2 separate regions of the Zea mays genome follow, and region 1 is linked to region 2. A link is a contact called in public Hi-C data. All regions are on one chromosome and are shown on one strand. The core of a region is the stretch at or near the end of the contact, and the rest is flanking DNA. Distances in the headings are between cores, read along the strand shown. Region 1 holds the start of LOC100383243. Region 2 holds the start of LOC100280058 (Pseudouridine synthase family protein).

The links. Hi-C and Micro-C count contacts between places; a contact is called where the count stands out from the background.
Region 1: a contact with region 2 is called in a Hi-C map of ear, with 2.4 times the contacts expected there. The contact joins the promoter of LOC100383243 here to the promoter of LOC100280058 in region 2. A contact is called at or near these places in 9 of 25 Hi-C or Micro-C datasets (bundle sheath, ear, leaf and 2 more) and 1 of 3 datasets of contacts at active chromatin or transcription factors (seedling).

What each region holds. Positions count from the first base shown.
Region 1 is chr8:125,333,268-125,339,388 of Zm-B73-REFERENCE-NAM-5.0, forward strand. It overlaps LOC100383243, which reads right to left and starts at 3,429. Exons shown (of 13, transcript XM_020542256.2): 1 at 3,196-3,429; 2 at 2,487-2,704; 3 at 189-300. The coding sequence starts at 2,664. It overlaps LOC103635833, which reads right to left. Exons shown (of 1, transcript XM_020543383.2): 1 at 5,112-6,121. The coding sequence ends at 5,253.
Region 2 is chr8:125,157,686-125,163,502 of Zm-B73-REFERENCE-NAM-5.0, forward strand. LOC100280058 (Pseudouridine synthase family protein) reads right to left here and starts at 3,908. Exons shown (of 19, transcript NM_001152998.1): 1 at 3,678-3,908; 2 at 3,398-3,598; 3 at 3,063-3,307; 4 at 2,768-2,840; 5 at 2,609-2,665; 6 at 2,220-2,299; 7 at 2,065-2,127; 8 at 1,429-1,516; 9 at 1,250-1,352; 10 at 1,059-1,162; 11 at 717-790. The coding sequence starts at 3,848.

The DNA of each region.
Region 1 (6,121 bases), core at 2,179-4,678, 180 kb after region 2:
AGCGTGTGCCGCTAAGAGTTCTGTAATCGGCCACTTAGGGGAACAGGCTCAGCCTCTCCTCCATTGTTTTTATTCTCTTCTTAATAAAATGACAAGCAGCTCTCCTACGTCGTTCGAGAAAAAAGAAAAGGGCAAAAAAGAGAAACATCAAGACAATGTTTTCCAAATAATGCCATCAAGAACTTTACCATTTGTAACCACCAGCTTCAAATGGCTCACTTTTCATTTCTCTTTTCTTCTCCTTCGAGAAGTTTTCAATCCTCCAAGTGTAACGTCCAAACAATTCTGAAGGCTTGGGGCCTGTTAAGATAATTCAACCAAATGAGCTATGGATAGCACAAAACAAAACTTTAGAACTTAGGAAACAGCATGTTATCTTTGAAAACAATTATGAGCAATAAAATGTAGACTTGAAATCAGGGAAAGAACCTATATTATCCTTGCAGCAACAGAAAATAGAGGCTAAAATTAATTAGGTCATGATCAGCATGCAAAATTAGTAAGCGTTGAGCAGCCAACATCGGGGACTACAACACCCTCAGCGTTGTCACCGTTGTGATCAGGCTCAGCAGAAAATTGATCATCTTCTTACATCTTGTGTTTTTGCTCGCCAAGTGTGTTTCAGCATATTGCAAAAGGTTAGACTGCAGGATCTAACCCCACAACCTGATGATCTTTCTTTTGATGATTGGTGGGCTAGAAAAAATGAAAGAGATGATGATCATCAGGTCAAAAAAGAGCTCAATTCTATCATTTTGGGTGCTTGGTCAATTTGGTATCATTGCAGCTTGTGTGTGTTTTATGGCATTCTTAATCTAGCTGGAGTTTTGTCACTCGCTAGAGAAGAACAGCATTGTGGGGTCTGGACAGGTTCAAGGTATTTCTTATCTCGCTGCATTTGCACCAGATGGTGGCTAGTTTTCTCCTAGGTTGCAGTCATGTTTTCATCCTTGTAATAGGCGTGTTAGTGTAAGTGCTTCGAAGTGGGTTGGTCCGGTGCTGTACGAGTTTTAAACCCCTTTCTTCTTCTTAATATAATGATATATGCAGCTCTCCTGTAGAGTGTAGAGAAAAAAAGCATGACAAACAAACTTTTAGAAAGTTCTATTGCAGTTTAGTACTCCAAAAAACGAAGTCTACATAAGTGGCATATTATTAACATTTACAAAAGGTAAGGCAGAGTGGCAGTAATCAAGGTCATCTGGATGCTCTCAATAAAAAATGAAAGTGGACTCATAAAGTTTTCTTTGTTCATAGGATAATTTGTGGCAAAAAAACTCATCTTATTTATTTCAAACTCTACTGTGTATGCAATCTGAATATGATCAGAGATAAGACTCATCTGCCACGTTAAAAAAAAGACTCGTCTGCCATTTTGACTTGACCGCTATCTATGTTTTTTCCCATAAGTGACAGATATTATCAGTCAGCGGATGAATTGAAGCATCATACAGGTATACTATCAGTCAGCGGACTAGATAGCAAATGTGAGTCAGTCATAAGCACCAATGCACCATTCACTATGGTGTCTGTCCGTCTGAATAATGTCAAGTAACCTCACGTGCTATGGCACTGCCTAATGGACCAATTGGTATGCCCCCAATGCTAAAACAGGTACCTTTTCTGAAGTTTGGACCTTACATAACTGGAAAATACTAAAATTTCATTTCTGATAAGACACGCACTTATATTCCTAATAGACCAACTACTACTCTCCCAGTGCCAACAATGGTTATTTTTCTTGGACTAAAATATGTTTCCACTTTTGAACAATGGACCCGGACTAAGCAAGATGCCCAGAATGACCAAAAGCTCTTTCTTCCATCCTCCACTCCGCAGCTGTCATCGCCACAACTACCTCCTTGCCCACCTCCACCTCCCGGTTTCCTCCTCACCACTTCATGACCGGTAGAAACCAACAATTTAAAGGTTTTCAAGAAGTAGACCCCACCTCTGCTTCATAAAAACTGCCGCTAACTGACCACCATCCCCCTTCTTCCACGTTTCCATCTGCACCTTTTCATCCTCCTCCCAACCAGCTGGCACAAGCCCCACATTCCTAGCCCAATTAGTCACCAACTCGGACCACCTAGTCGATAAAACTGCCCAGACTATCGACTGTGCTCTTGTGTGGCAGAATGGTGGCGATAAACGCCTAGGTAGCAGCATATTCTACCTTCTAGAACACTATCTAAAATATTGATGGAGGAAGCAATACCAGTCCCTTTAGCAACGGTAAGAATGGTCAGTTCACTATATATAGGCCTTCAGCTAGCATGCGACAATAGATGAATAAACAAAATGCACACTCTCCCTTAAAGCTAAAAACTTTTTAACCAGAGCTTTTGTAAGATGTCAAGACTTCGGGAACAAGCTACTGTATCTACTATGTTAATCATAAGTAGGTCAATGAAATTTTGGCCATGTAGAACAAAATCATTTAGCACACCAAAGTAACAGGCATTAGATCAAGTGCATTCACGCACCAGGATCATCATCATCACCATCGCTATCCCAGAAGGGTGGGGATGTTGAAGGGGTGTCACTGTCTGCCCGCTCACAGGACCTCCACTCGGAGAAGGACTCGCCAGAGAGACTGCGTTCATCATCCCTCATTCCAGTTGTGCTAGCAGCTGAATCATCTGTTACTGCAGAACCTGCCATCCACAAAATCCACGACCGCTCCAGACAACCTTATTCGCAGCTGTATGCAGAACAAAATCAGTTCACACACCAAACGCGTGAATGGGTGAAAAAATATTATGGCCTGGTAGAAAATCAGCACCCAGCAATTCAGAAAGCATCTTTATTAGGTCCCTGGAAAATTAGCACTCGTGCCAAATAGTTTTATTATAAACCCATGCTTCCCAGGTTTGTACTCCCCTACAAACCGGGGAGGGGGGGGGGGGTGCTGTGACCACTCACCAGTAATCATCTAAAAAAATATACATGCTCCAGCACTGATTACAGGATTCAGACTGGGACGGACCCAGCAAGGGACAGGGGTGTAAACAAAAATCATTTTTTTTCAAACAAAAATCGAAGTTAGTGGCCATAATACGTATATACACTTGTTCTTTTAATCAAGCTACTTATAATTAGATCAGATCCGAATACAGATGACCAAATAGCTTAAGTTAGGGTTTGGGCTCTCGGTTTCGCACAGCAGGAGGGGGGCAAAAGGGGCGGGCATACCTGGTAGGTCCTCGTCACCAGCGAAGGGTCCGACGAAGACCTGGCTCCTGGCTTGGGCGGCGGCGGTCGCCCAGTCGTCCCCGCGAGAGGGAGAGAGCGCACGCGGGGCGGGGTGAACGGGAGAAGAAAAGGCAAGGTGAACGCAGTACAGAGTTTTTTCCTGGCCCGGAGCTGGAATGGTGGATACCCGATGCCGTGGTTTGGCTATGATGCACGCACGCATCCAAACCAAACATTGGGTCTGTTTGGACAGCTTTTTTCTGGAAAAAAAACTAAGAATCATTAGACAGTTTTTTTCAACCTCCAAATCAGAGTTTAAGTTTTAGAAATCATTAGATTTCTTCTAGATTCCTTCAATTTGACCACTCGATAAATTTTATATTCATCTTAATTTAAACAATTTTCATATAAACGATTCTTACATAGATGAATTTAGAAGCGAAGTTTTTGACGGCCACAACTGATTTAGACAGCCAAGAGTTGAGGACTCTACACTGCTTCAATATTATATCTTCTCTAAAATGAGTCTAAGGGTCAACCTAGCCTACATAATTGGAAATTTTGATACAACTTCTATCACCTATATGGAAGCACTTCCTCCAGTAGTTGTACACATAGAGAAAAAACTAATGGTAGAATAAACTATTTTGATATGACTGATGTATTCTAAGGACTGTTTAGCACTGTTTCACTTTGCAAAATCTAGCTTAACTTCACATAACTCTAGGTAAACACTCACAGCTTCACCAAATCTATAAAAGCAGCCAAAATGGTACTTCACAAATATATATCTTCAACTCTCTCATGAAGTTAATGTGAGATTATCCACCTTTGTCATCGATTATACACTCACTCACCACACGTTTTCTGTCGTTCTATTCTCAGGAAGGTCAAGCGCTCCGTTTTGTAATACCGAGAACTAGCAACAAAGACTTTAACATCATACGTACTAGACATAGAAAATTCTTTCTGGATCCGTCAAAACTCTTATCATCGGACTCCCCTTAGGAAAGCAAGGCCATCCAGGGCAGCGTACTGTGCATAACTTAATTAGGGTGTGTTTGGTTAAGAAGTGGAGGAGGATGGAGCAGCTATATTCCTATTTTCTAAATGTTTGGTTTCCAATAAAAGAGGAGTAGAGTGGCTCTTGGAGTCTACACATAAAAAATAACCATAAATAGTTGGAATACTCCTGCTCCACCAAAACGACTAGAGCGCTTTCCTCCCTCTCCTCTTCTCTGCACTCATATGGCTCTCCAAACAAACAAAGAACGTAACGACTTCGTTATATTCTACTATTCAATCAAACAAAAAAATAGAACGCAGAATAGAACGACCCATTTTAAAAACCTGGAATGGAGCCGGTCTACTATAGTTGACTCTCTAACCAAACACAAACTTATAAAAATTAGGTGTTGTGGGATCTAACCATGTCAAGTCTAGACATAGAGACGCGCAGATCTGCAAATAGATTATTTTTTCAGGTTTATCGTTCAATGAGAGTAATGTTAAACAACACCCGGTTGTTTGTGACACCGTGACGCGCAAAGTTTGGCCATCAAATCTGGCGTACACTTCTTTATCTACTGTCTGATCTCTTCAATTTGTTTTATTTTTATCTATTCTGCGGGATGCACTTACCGGTGATTTTTTATATATATATAAATGAGAGTTCGCGTCTAAAATTTTAGCTGTAATTTTGTTCTCTCACCCATTTGATACTAAACGTTTGATGTGGATCTAATAGGTTGAAAATGAGAAGTGCTTCATGTAGAGTTGACATGTGTGACTTAAATACCAACGTTGATATATGGTTGTTGTTGTCTCTTGTTTTGGATTAATAAATCATGAATTACTAGATAATTTTAGTGTCGTACCTCAGTTTACCACTAGACTCGTAATTGTAGCCGTGCTCGTTGAAAAATCGTATGACAACGGCATTCTAAACACTCGAATGATACATAGACAAACTCAGTAATAATCACTCCGTCATTGCCTCTGCATGATTGGTGGTCGCTCCAGGACGCCGGCATGAGACAGCAGCGCCCACAGCTGCGTCATGAACTCGCCGCCGGCGCCGAGCATCTCAGCGTGAATGTCCACGTTGTCCGATGGCGCGAGGAACAGCACGAGCTCCGTCCAGAACTCGGCCAGCACCTCCCACCGCCGCGCGTCGTCGACTCCAAAGGCCGCCCTGAGCTGCCCCCAAAGCACCGCCGCCCTCTCGATGACGGTGGCGCCGACGGCTCTATCGTATGTGCCACTTTCCTGCACGGCTGCACGTACGGCCGCTCTGCGATCTCCATCTCCTCTAGCCTGGCGATTATGCTGCTATGCGTTTTGCAGCCGTCCAGGTGGTCCCGCGCCTGCTGCACCGCCGTGTCGAATATCTGCTCGGCGTTGTAGCTGGGGTCCGGCAGCATCTCCGGCACGAACGCCACCAGGTAGGCGCAGTAGTTGGACAACTTCTTCGCGACGAGCCGATGGTGGTCGTCACCGGCTGCGAAGCGGCCAGCTGGACGGAAACTATAAGACCAGTCACAGCTCGTGGTGACCACGTGCCACGCCAAGATCTGATCGGTGACCATGGGAAGCCTGCACGCCCATGCCAGACGCGGCAACAGATGGTGCTTTCGCAGTGTCGCCACACCATTGCTGAGGTGGCAATGGTTCTGTTTGAGCCAGAGGAGCACGGCGCGCTTCACCTCGGGAGGCAGCGGCTTCCTCCTGCCCCGCTTCTGGCCCTGCCGACGCGGCTCCACCAGGTAAAGCGTCAGCCACGAGAGCAGGTTACACGGCCGGCGTTCGAATCGCTTCAGGAGCACGTACTGGCCGACCTTGTCTTCCCAGTACCTCGTCTCCGGCGGCGCGATGCTCTGCTTCCACCACAGGTGGTGGCCCAGCCGCCGCCCCGACCACCGCCGGT
Region 2 (5,817 bases), core at 2,658-5,157:
AAAATTCAACTGTAAGAATACTAACATGAGAGCATACAATACTACGAACTAATCCAACTACAGAATATGGATACCATCAGACAACAGAATATAACAGGGCAATGAAGCATTACCTTAGCATATAACAAAGCAAGCATTGCTATATGATGTGAGACAAGCACACTAGTACATGTGTATGCTGTGACTGAATAACTTAACAGTTGATGGCATTAACAAATAAATGCATAATATGAATGCAGAGCTGGACACAGTGGTAGAACTGTTATTAGAGACCGAGAAACAATTTTAAGCACAAGTCAAGAATAACAGACATATATTCTTAGGGGGTGTTTGGTTACACCCCGCTAAAATTTAGCCCCTGTCCCATCGAATGTTTGAACCTCCGTTCCGGGTATTAAATGTAGTCGGATTATAAAACTAATTTGTCAGACGAAGATTAAAAGACGAGACGAATCTAGTCCAGTTGGTTGGGTCTATATTTCATACTCCTATTTAAAAGTCAAACGCTTGATGTGACCCGGGCTAAACTTTAGCAGGAGCAACCAAACACCCCCTTAATGGGGAAAAACACGAGACATCAACAACAAAGCCTTTTTTCCCCAAGAAAGATGGGATAGGCAGCATATTCTGAACCACCTAAAGTTACATACCTTAATTTGCACTTAATAATAATACAAAGAAAAATGGAGTATATTTAAATAAAAAATGCAACATACATCATTCTCAGTGTTCTTGGTATACCCTTGAGTGCTTGTAGATGGTTACCAGGGCATTTCTTCAGACATTGAAGCTGGAAACATGCAAACAACGGAAGAAAAGAAAAAAATAATCAGTTAAAATGTACAAAACTATGTGCTTTAAACAACGCACAAAGAATTATAAGGCCACATTTTATTCAAGTAATATCACAGCTGTTTTCAAGTCCGATTAGTCGTGATTAATCGTCCAAGTCGGTTTGGACCAATCGCAATTAATCGTCCAAGTTGGTCAGCCAGAACAACCAACAAATCGTCTGACTTGAAAACAAGTGTACGTTAAAAAAGGTTAACTATACTTACTATGGCCCTCTCAGCTACGAGGTGTCGAGGGAAGTTTCTCAGTGCCATATCAATGTCACCATGTTCTTTGTAACGTTTGCGCACCTCATTGATGTCATCACGCTGTACGGACTTAGTTATGTTTAAACAAAAGCTGGCAAGACTGAATACAAACTCCTAATTTGGACACATATAAAATATTTGTAGGATATCTCCTTCCCTTGGATCAAGAATCAAGTTTACAGCAACCTTCCACTCTCCTCTAAGCAAAGCAGCCCCAACAAGATGTGTTGGTATTGAACCACTTCCAAACCGCTAACCAGATGAAAACATAAAATCGATGAGCTTCAGAAATAACAGGGCAATAGTTTTAAACTTGAGGACATAATACCTGCAAACCATAGTAGTTGATAAATCCATTCTTTCCTAGGCCATCTACTGCAATTTTTATCATGTCTTCAGATTCTGCAGTAACACCCCTAAATCAATATAAGGAAACATAAGATCTCCATTTGCTCCGTTTTCCTAAAAGAGAATGTACAAGACTACAAGGTATGCTGCATGTGAAATTGTGGACCGAAGTATCATAGCAAACAATATAGATCACAAATGCACATGTCATGCAGTTGTACAAACAATAGAATGTTAAAAACAGGCTCGGCGGTAAGACGCTCGGGTGGAGCGCTACCCGCCCACGTTCGATTCTTGTCAAGAATGAACGCCAGTGCTGCACCGGGATTTATTTCCCAGGGAGAATGGAGCATGTGTGTTGCGCGTGTTCCAAGATTACTTGAATAGCCTCATCTATGTCTGAGTGTGTGGTCAGCGTAGGTGTCCACAGGATTCTTAAAAATGAAAACCACTGCTCCTGGTAAAGTTAAAAAAACATTATCCCAAGTTCTTGTGTTGCATATATATTTTTAGCCTAAGAAGTTACTATGGTTGGAGTCAAGTGATGAGAATTTGGTACCAGGAAAATACTGTAGTCTGGCATGCTAAAATATTGAATTATAAGCAAAGACACTACCTCAGAGTAATTGTAAATCGATTTCCTGTGAGCTGACCAAGAACAAGTCCCTCCTTCACGTAACTGAAAAGGATTAGTTAGTTGCCAAAAGTATCAACATTTCAAGACTGCTATATCATGATTATATGTGCAACAGGAAAATACTAATCACATACCAGAAATTTCCAACTTTAATCCCAAACAGCCGCTTGTTAAGAGCAAGCAACTTACTGGCTTGCACCTTGAATACAGTTACCTAATAAAAAATACAAAAGTACCAATATCACTGTATGCACAATTATAGACAGAAATGAGAAACTATTTACACAGATAAGCTATCAAATAGTGAAAAGAAGGAAATGTATTAAAATACATGTCTTTGAAAACTAATTATGCCATCTAGAAGACATTTAAGTTAGTAATATTCCATGCAATCTCTTGTCCAAAAGTGTTTCATTCCCAGACTTCAGTGTTATATGTTACTATGTTAGCCAACATTATACAAGGAAGCTCCAGACTAACTGAATGAAATTACTCTGCTGTTATAAACTTGAGGAATACATGCCTGCTGTGTAGTAACAGCACGCTTATCCTTTGTACCTGCAAACCCAAATGACCGTGGCTGCAAAAGGTACAGTTAATTTAGCAGCAGCAAGAGCAGGTAAATGAACCCAGATATCTAAGGCAGGTAAACGAATTCTAGAATTTAGCAACTATGACATACCTGAAGTCCTAGCATTTTTCCTATTACTCCTAATGCTTCTTGGGTGTCCTTGTTCTCTTTGTACAGGTGAAACCTGATCAATGACCCAAAATGGTAACTCCAATTAAAGCACTAGTTAGCAAAAAAAAACTGCACAACAATATAAGACTGTTGTGCAGCTACATTAGGTGCACTACTATTACTAACTTCAAACAAATAGAGCATATCAAGTATGCCATACATGTGAAAAGAACCCAGTCCGATACAAGTTAAATAACACATAACATAGTTAACAAATAAAACAGGATGTCATCACCTCAGGAACTTCCCAACATTATCTGGCCAATTACTTGACCCTCTACTATCAAATGGCCTACCATCTCTCCAATCAGAACTACCCATGTTCTTCCGTTTCCTTCCTCTCCCACGGCCGCCAGCACCCCTTCCGACACCTGCTTCTGACCCGAACCGCACCCTGATGCACTTCTGGACCCCATCACTGTGTTCCACCGTGTCCGTGACCAGGAACTTGAAGGTCTTCTTAAAGAAGTTATGCACCTCCTACAACCAAACAACACAAATGTCAAACCACCCTCGACCAACACGGCAACACCATGGCACAGACAACCAGTAACCACCCGGCGAACTGACCGAACGGTGTGCTTTGTCGGCATCAGGCGATAGAATGACAGGCGAGACATCACCGCCACCCTCGCCCGACACCTTCTCCAGGAGACCCCTCAATGCGTTGCAATCGGCATCGCCGCAGAGCGAACGGAACGACTCGAGGGCCTGCGAGTGATCCGCTTCAGCCGACGGGGCCGCCTTGTCCTCTTCGTTCACACCAACGCTCTGCAATTCGCATTTGGCAGGAAGATTGGAATCGGAGAAGCGCAGCTATGGACTAAAACTTTCACAGAGGACCTGATACCTCGGTGGGGAGGTCGAACGAGGTGAGCTGGACGAGAGCGCCATCGCGGGCAACCTCATGGACGATGAAGTCGGCATAGCGGTGCTTGAGGACGCCGCGGAATCCAGGGAGGGAGGAGGCAAAGCAGGAGATGCCCGCCTCCGCCTCGGAGAGTGAGGTCGAGCGCGCCATGGGATCTGGGTGGCTGGTGGAAGCAGCGCTAGGGTTTTGGGAGGGAAAGCGAGGAACGCGGGCTGGAGAGGGTTTAGCAAGTGAAGGGGGGAAACGGTGATGAGAAAATTGTACATTTGTATGTGTCCCTCAGGCTGAGTGTTATACTGATATGTGAAAAAGTTCTATACCACTTAAGTTCTTCTATTTCTGCTTAAGTTTAATGTGTACAGTGGTGCAAGGTTCTGCCGGTCCCGCCTCGACCGCGGATCCCCCACCCTCCTCCCCACCGCCGCCGCTCGACCGCACACTCCTTCCTTCGATGGCGCACTCCTTCCTTCGATGGCGCTCCTCGCATCCCGCTCGCCCTCCGTGATCCTTTCCATCCTCGATTCCTCTTTCCTTCCATGCCCACCGCTGCCGCAATGGAAGGTCGTCTGTACCGCGCCGTGGATCCGCCACCCAGTACCGCGTCGTGGATCCGTGAAAGTCGCCTAGAGGGGGTGGATAGGCGGAAACTGAAATTTACAAACTTTAAGCACACTTCAAGCCGGGGTTAGCGTTAGAATAAAAGTTAAGTCCGGGAGAGGGGGAGAAAACAAATCAACCAAGAAAACAAAGCGGATGATACAGTGATTTGTTTTACCGAGGTTCGGTTCCAATGAACCTAGTCCCCGTTGAGGTGGTCACAAAGACCGGGTCTCTTTCAACTCTTTCCCTCTCTCAAACGGTCACTTAGACCGAGTGAGCTTTCTTCCTTGGTTTCCCGGGTCACTTAGACCCCGCAAGGACCACCACACAATTGGTGTCTCTTGCTTCGCTTACAAGGCTTTGAGAGTAAGAATGAGAGAAAGAAGAAAGCCAACCAAGCAACAAGAGAAACAAAGAACACAAGACGATCTTCTCACAAGTCCTAAAATACTAGAGTTGAATTGTGGACTCTGATTGGATTGGAGGCTTTGATTTGTGTCTTGGAGTGTTGTATTTTGCTCTTGTATTGAATGAGGAGTAGTGAATGCTTGGATGGTTGGAGTGGAGGTGGTTGGGGGTATTTATAGCCCCCAACCACCAATTCAACCGTTGGGGAAGGTTGCCATCGATGGGCGCAACGGACAGTCCGGTGCGCCACCGGACACTGTCTGGTGCGCCAGCCACGTCACCCAATCATTAGGGTTCTGACGGTTTCGACCGTTGGAGCTTTGTCTTTATGTGGCACCAGACAGTCCGGTGCCGTATCGGACAGGCACTGTTCACTGTCCGGTATGCCTTCTGGTGGCTGCTCTGACTCTGCTCGAACTGTCCGCGCACTGTGCGTTGTCAGACGACCGTTGGAGTCGACCGTTGCGTTGGCTAGCCGTTGCTTCGCTGGTGCACCGGACAGTCCGGTGAATTATAGCGGAGCGCGACCTCAAAAATCTGAAGGTGAAGAGTTTGAGTCGATCGCCCCTAGTGCATCAGACACTGTATGGTGCGCCAGACCAGGGTTCTCTTCGGTTTCTTTTGCTCCTTTCTTTTGAACCCTAACTCTGATCTTTTTATTGGTTTGTGTTGAACCTTTGGCACCTGTAGAATATATAATCTAGAGCAAACTAGTTAGTCCAATTATTTGTGTTGGGCATTCAACCACCAAAATTATTTATAGGAAAAGGTTAAACCCTATTTCCCACATTTTGGACCACGCTTGCACCACTTGTTTTGTTTTTGCAAATTCTTTTGGAAAATCTTTTCAAAGTCTTTTTGCAAATAGTCAAAGGTATATGAATAAGATTTGCGAGAAGTATTTCAAGATTTGAAATTTTCTCCCCCTGTTTCAAATGTTTTTCCTTTGACTTAAACAAAACTCCCCTGGATGAAATTCCCCTCTTAGTGTTCAAGAGGGTTTTACCAATTGAAAGAAGATCAAATTATTTTTAGATACCAATTTGAAAAATCCTAACCAATTGAGAAACATACCAATTTTGAAATATGTCAATTAAAAATTTTCGAAGGG